2 separate regions of the Mus musculus genome follow, and region 1 is linked to region 2. A link is a contact called in public HiChIP or PLAC-seq data. All regions are on one chromosome and are shown on one strand. Each heading gives the region's core, a stretch centred on a gene start, on an enhancer-like site or on the middle of the called end of the contact. The rest is flanking DNA. Distances are from core to core; before and after follow the strand shown.

Region 1 (3,185 bases), core at 120-2,619, 230 kb after region 2:
CATCCAGAGCTCTAGGGTCCACGAAAAAATAGTGCTAGGGACCTGCAGGGCCTGGCCATTAGGGTTGTCATTCAAGTCATCTGTTGGAGAGTGGGGAGGGCATACCTGGGGGGCATCCTGAGCTGTCTCCACCTTATCTGATACCCAGGGAGGAAGCAAACTTAAGGATGGCAGCCACCATTCACAGGTCCCTGGTAAGTGTTGGTCACCAAGGCCTCCACACACTCTGAGCCCGGCGAGCTGCAGTCAGGCTGCCTAAGGATGTAGACACCAAATCCGGCCCCTCAGCAGGCACCCGGTTTAGTTCAGCCTCTGGGATCTCCTCTAGGTCAGAACACAGGTCGTCCCCGGGACCTGGGGGACTGGACAATGGGGATTCTGGGGACCCTCCTGGAGGCCAGCTGCTCCTCCCAGAGCCTCCAGGCAGCCCAGCTAGGGAGTCCCCCAGCAGATCCTGAAAGCTGCTACCCTCACGCAGCGGCATGGATTCTAGCAGGTGGTTCAGGAGTTCAGCTGAGACAGTGGCATCGATGGCTTGGCACGTGGACACGAACGTGTGCACCTCATGCATGCACTGGATGTAGCCAGCAGCGAAGCGCTCGCTTGCTTCAGCCTGCAGCTGCTCCCGCTCTGTGCAGGAGGGTGGGAAGAAGAGAGCAGCGTCCCGCACCGTGAGCAGTGACTATCGTGGCTCGGACGATCCGCTCCGCGGGTTCGGGGCTCACCCAGGAGACACAGTAGCGTGTCCCGTTCTGGGGGAAGCCCTTGCCATGGATAGGACCGGGGCTCCGGGAGCCGACGTGTCCCGCTGTTGGGTGGCAGGCGTGCCCGGTCAGCGCCCCCGCCCTCGATCCCCGCCGCCACTCACCGCGCGCCCGGCCTCGCAGCGCGCCCTGCACGCGCCTCACGGTCAGCTCCAGAACCTCGGCGTTCTCTAGCTTGGCCTGCACCTGCGCAGAGGGGAAGGGAGTTGAGTCCGGCCGTGCGCTTCGGGGTGCACCCTGAAGGTCCCCCTCCCCCCTGCACCTTTCCCGTCGCACCTCGGTACCGGCCAGCAGCAGCCGCAGCTCCTGAAGACTCTCGTTGATCCGTGCGCGTCGCTTCTTCTCCACCAGGGGCTTCCGGGCCTGTGGGAAGCGGCTACTGAGCCCCCTGGCCCGCGCAACCTCCCCCAAGCCCATCCACCCGTAGCCCCTGTCCGCACCTTGCGGTCCCCCCGTGCTTCCCAGCGGTCCTCATCCTCCTGGCCTGCACGGTCCCGGCTGGGCGCCTGGGACGGAGCCATGGTCTACGGAGCCCGGCGCCCTAGTGCAAACTACTCAGCGAGGTGGGTCGCAGCCCGGAGGCCCCACTAGCTCTCCGGAGTCTTCCGGCCCGCGGGACCCCGCCCATTTTATAGCAACTTATTTACATGTCAATGCACCGATTGGCTGTGCGTGGTCGGAGAGGCCAGCCGTGAGGCAGCCTGTAGCCAATGAGAGCGGCGCGCTTTGTCAGGCCCCGCGGGTCTCTGGCAGCTGGCGGGGCGGAGCCCACAGCCAGACCTCCTGCCACTTAGGCCGGGCAGGACTCCTGGGCAGTGACCTCCGGCTTCTCTCTTGCTGGTGTGCTTGTACTTCCTTTCGCTGAGTTATGAGGCCAGACCTGCCTGCCTGTAAGCTCGGACTTAGCTATACATCCTTCGGTCCGTATATCTATCCATGCCGCCCTTCCACCCACCTCTTCACCCATCCATTCCTACAGGGCATTTGCTTCCCTTGGTTCACCAAAAGTGCTCTCGAGAATAGCGCTCCAGTCCCAGAGCTGACTTCAGACAGGGCAGTGCCAAAGTCAAGTCCGTGACCTCGGGACCTGGAAGGGGCTTCGGGTCACCGGTGGCGAGAGTGCAAAGTCCGGGGAAAGTACGAGCCAATTTAGCAGCAGGAACAGGACCCTTGTGTGTCCTTTTGGACCCATTAAGACACCTATAACCTTCTTACTCCAAGGTCCGCGGTCGTTCTTACTAAATCTCTATTTCTCTGTGCTCTAAGTCACTTACCCAACCACTACCTTGTCTATTTTAACCCCACCCCAACTGCCCCCAGTCAAGCTTCTCCTTCCTTGTTCATCACCCCGTACCCGCCTAAGCGCCTCTCATTTCCCTCTAGTTCCTCCGCATCCTCTTTGCGGTGGTCTCACACATCCCTGTTCCCCAACCCCTCTCCACGCTCACCTCCCTTCCCCGCGAGTCCCCTTAGAGTCCCCCATCCCCACTACCCCCAGTCCCTCTCAGCTCCTCCCCCTTCTATTCTTGGTTCCTGCAGGCCGAGGCTGCTGTCTGGCCCCAGTAACTTGATGCCCGTGACAGTTGGCAGCTGCAGCCGCTTCCGCAGAGAAAAGCGGCAGGCCGGCCAGGAGCGACAGGTGTTGGCCGCGCCTTTGTCTAGCTGGCTTTGTCCTGCAGGCTGCAACAGGCACGCCTGTGTCGGCCAGACGCCCAAGCCCCGCGTCGTCGGCGGTCCATCTGCCGGCCCTGCCTCGCCGCGGGAGGGGTGTGTGTGTGTGTGTGTGTGTGTGTGTGTGTGTGTGTGCGCGCGCGCGCGCCCCCTCGGAACCCCTGGCTCTGCTCCAGCGTTCTTGGATTTCGGCTGCTGCTTTAGAGCCAGGACAAGGAGCCAGCTCCTAATCAGCCTTTACATACTCCATCCTTAGGCCTGGACACCACTAAGCACTTCAGTGGCTGCCTGCCTGGGCACCGTTGAGGTCTTGGTAACTGGTGCTTCAGTCAGCCTGGCTGGAAGACCTTTGAGGAAGGGAAAGTACAAGCAGGCATCAATTTATTTTATTTTAGTGACTCCATTAGCCAAGTGGCTTAGACTCCATTGGTCCCAGCAGCGTGACTACTCACCCCATCTCAGGCTCAGGAAACCCTTCTCCTGTTCACCTCCCTCAGTTAAACTACTAGTTCCTGCCATTTGTCCCCTGAACCATACCCTACCTTCAAAGTTTGCCTGCATGCAGATTTCCTTAGTAGTAGGGCCTTTTAATCCCCCCCCCCCCCCCCAGGCAGGAACAGAGAACCCCAGAGGCTAGGCAAGGCCATGATGGCCACAGGGTGACTAGTTAGCAGCAGAAATTAACAGGCTGTAAATCCCCAGAGGGACAAAGGCAGCTGTAGGCCTGCAGACTTCCAAGGGCTTTGTGGG
Region 2 (3,048 bases), core at 68-2,567:
TCATCCTGCTGAAGTCTGGAAACTTAGTAGGCAGCCCCAGGCTGCCTTGATTTCTTGTTCTCAGGGCTCCCTGAACTGTCTACTGTGGCAATTGCTGAGGTCTGGTTACTTTTCCGTGTATAAATGGGAACTGTATCCACTGAAGGTGTTGTACAGAAGTAGACCTGCTGACTTCTACCTTAATGCCTCTCTCCCTCTGACAGTCTTTTAACGCAGTGTCAGCACATGCCCATGTGAGAGGGGATCCAATGCTGCTGATGACCAGTTAGAAGTGAGCAAATCTCACAGACTGAAGATGCCAACCTGCAGTCCTAGGGCAGCCACACTAAGGCCGGGTGTCAACGAGTTGCATCCTTTCTGTGTGAATTGGGAGAAACTCAGGGCAATTACTGGGGAGCCTCACAGCCTAGATTCTGAGCTGCAGACATGAAAGGAAGGACTGAATGAGGCAGGGCTCAGCTGCTTTCCAGCCATGACTTGCCCGTACTCCCATGTCTGTCCATGAAAGGAGGCTGGCCTCCTGGCAGGGCTTCATAAGGTTCAAAACGAAGGGCTAGCCAAGCCAAAAGAATGTGTTCCCTTCCCCATGTCCCCTTGACTTTAGGACATGTGGGGTCCCCAAGACATAGGTTTATGAACCCCAAATGTCGGCTTGGCCTGTGTTCAGGATGAATACCAGGTTGCTGTTAAGGGTCCTGAGCGCTTGGCCAGAAGGTGGCAGCAGCCTCTAGCCTTGTTCCCCTTGCTGTGAGGAACGCTGCTCACCCACCAGTATTGTAAACCTGAGTGAAGTCTCTGCCAGTGTATGGGGCCAGTGATAGTCTGCTCACCTGCAGCGTGCAGAGTGCAGACCTGCTCAGTTAGTCTGAGCTGCTGCATCCATGACTCTCCAGGTCAGGCCTAGCCTGTACTTGGGGTATCTGCCCCAGGGTTCTCAGCTTGCCGGTGTTACATGGCCTTTCTTGCTCATATTCACACACCCAAGTCTCCCTTACCACTACTGGTCCATCCTGTGTAGAGTCATGGCCAGTAGCCAACCCCAACGGAAGTCTCACCTTTTTACCTAGCAATTCCTTTTGTCCCTAAATTCGGTATTCATGGACTCTGCTACCCTACCCTGGCTTGTCACCACCTGCTGTCAAGCACACCTTTGTCCCTCCAAGGAGCCTTGTTCCCACTGACCATCTTTCCTGAGGTTCCACTTCTTGTCCTACAGACGTTGGTTGTCAGGGCTGGTTTTGGCCACACCACTCCAGCACCCCACGGGGAAAAGGAGATGGGACCACGGGGTGTTTGCAGAGCCCACAGGATAGCTGAGGAACCCAGCCGTCAGAGCGAGGTGCTGAGTTTGGGGACCTGGAGACCCTCCAAGCCCATCCGGCCCTGCAGACATTCCAGGAGGCTCCCCTCTAGTCCCAGCCGCGCTCCAGCCTCAGGTGCCGCCCGCCAGCTTCCGCCCTCGACAGCCGCGGGCGTGGGAGCCGCAGTGGGCCGGGCGCGGTCTCTCCTTAGCTCCCGCCCCCGGCGCGTCTCCAGCGGGCGCAGAGCTCGGCAAGGCGCTGGGACGGTGGGGCTCTGCTTGCCATGGCCCCGGGCCTGCGGGGCCTCCCGCGGTGCGGCCTCTGGCTGCTGCTGGGTGAGTAGCCCGGGCTGCAGCGTTGGTGGTGACCTGGGGCCGGGAGGGCAGCACCTGAACGCACCTTACTCAGGGCATGGGGTCTGGGCAAGACAGTAGAGTGGTGATGGGGGCGGGGGAGGGGGCGCTGCACCACCTTACGCTGCCACGGAGACGAGGTGGCTTGGGCACATCATCCAGCGGGCCATCCGAAGGCATCAGCAACTTTTGATCATACAATGGGCAGCTTGCTTTCCGGGAGGGATAGGGTCGCGGGGTTCCCCTGTCGGCACTTCAGTTCTCCAAACTGATGCAAGCTCCCTGAGCCAGAAGCAGCTTACAGATGTGCAGTCTTCAACCAGAGCCACAGCTTAGGGATCCGGACACTAAGGACAACTGGAAGCCTGACTCTCACCTACAACAGTTGCTGGTTGAGACTATTATTTCCACGGAGGGTGGGAGGCTAGGGGTGAAGGGTGGTTGTTGTTGGCGTGTGTGGCTAATAAATATTAGAGGTGGCAGACTTGCTTGGGATTTTGTTTTAGATTGATCAGAAACTGTAGCCCAGGGGTGACTAACAAGAAACTGCCCATCTCAGTTCCCTTGTCTGTAACGTTCTCAGGACCCGGGGCTGTCATACCTCTTGGACATAATTCAGGTACATAGCTACATTTTAACGAAAGCAAACAAAGAGTCGGTCCAGTGTCCCTGGAAGGGCCTGTGGCTTGATGATTCTTGTGGTCTTTTCCCATACCCATGGTATTGGTCAGAGGCACCTGCTGCACAGGCTCTGGTGGTGGCAAAGGCTGCCCACTAGTGCTGTTTATAGCCAAGGAAGCAGCTTGGGGCAGTGTGGCCTGTCCCCGGTGACTGGGCAGGAACAGCACTGGACACCTACCGTTTGCAGGGCAGAGCTCTCCTGTTTTTAATCCTTGCCAGGGAGTGCCAGATCTACACTTTAAAAATCTGTTTCTGTGTAATAGAATCTAAAGGTGGATTTGCCCCTTATATGTGTTGGCTAAACTTGCGTGAAAATCAAAACCTTATAATAATGTTGCTGTCTTTGGCTATGTTCAGATCCTTTTGGCTTGATGTGAAATTTTAGCTTCAGTTTCCTAAGAGATGAACATTAGCAGCACAGGGAGCTGGTTGGGCCCCTCCCCCACCCCCTTTTATTTAAGAATAAGCAAATAAATTAAGTTTCTTTACTAGTGCACCAGAGTCTGCACCCTGGAAGGCTTGTGTAAATAGAACACTTATGCTTGACCACATGTAAGGACCGCCTGTGTTTACCAAGAAAAGGGCTCTGCTCTCAGTCCAATGACCTGTGCTCTTGACGTAGCCCTGAGCAGTCTGGCTGATGTTATGTCTTGGGAGAACAAACACAACTCTATGAGGTTATCGGTGAATTAATGACTTGGGAACCCAGCTGT

Evidence for each region. HiChIP or PLAC-seq counts read pairs in DNA pulled down with a chosen protein or histone mark.
Region 1: an HNF4G HiChIP or PLAC-seq map of pancreatic cancer cells shows a contact between it and region 2. The contact joins the promoter of Hes6 here to the promoter of Ramp1 in region 2. A contact is called at or near these places in 5 of 39 promoter capture datasets (the 3T3-L1 cell line, the C10 cell line, the HPC-7 cell line and 2 more), 3 of 484 Hi-C or Micro-C datasets (CD4 T cells, CD8 T cells and the HL-1 cell line), 6 of 115 datasets of contacts at active chromatin or transcription factors (the HPC-7 cell line, double positive thymocytes, memory CD8 T cells and 3 more) and 2 of 9 other capture datasets (liver and pancreatic islet).

The regions. Positions count from the first base shown.
Region 1 is chr1:91,411,853-91,415,037 of GRCm38.p6, forward strand. It overlaps Hes6 (hairy and enhancer of split 6), which reads right to left and starts at 1,370. Exons shown (of 4, transcript NM_019479.3): 1 at 1,205-1,370; 2 at 1,041-1,127; 3 at 869-950; 4 at 1-630. The coding sequence starts at 1,285. The coding sequence ends at 206.
Region 2 is chr1:91,178,505-91,181,552 of GRCm38.p6, forward strand. It overlaps Ramp1 (receptor (calcitonin) activity modifying protein 1), which reads left to right and starts at 1,318. Exons shown (of 3, transcript NM_016894.3): 1 at 1,318-1,636. The coding sequence starts at 1,585.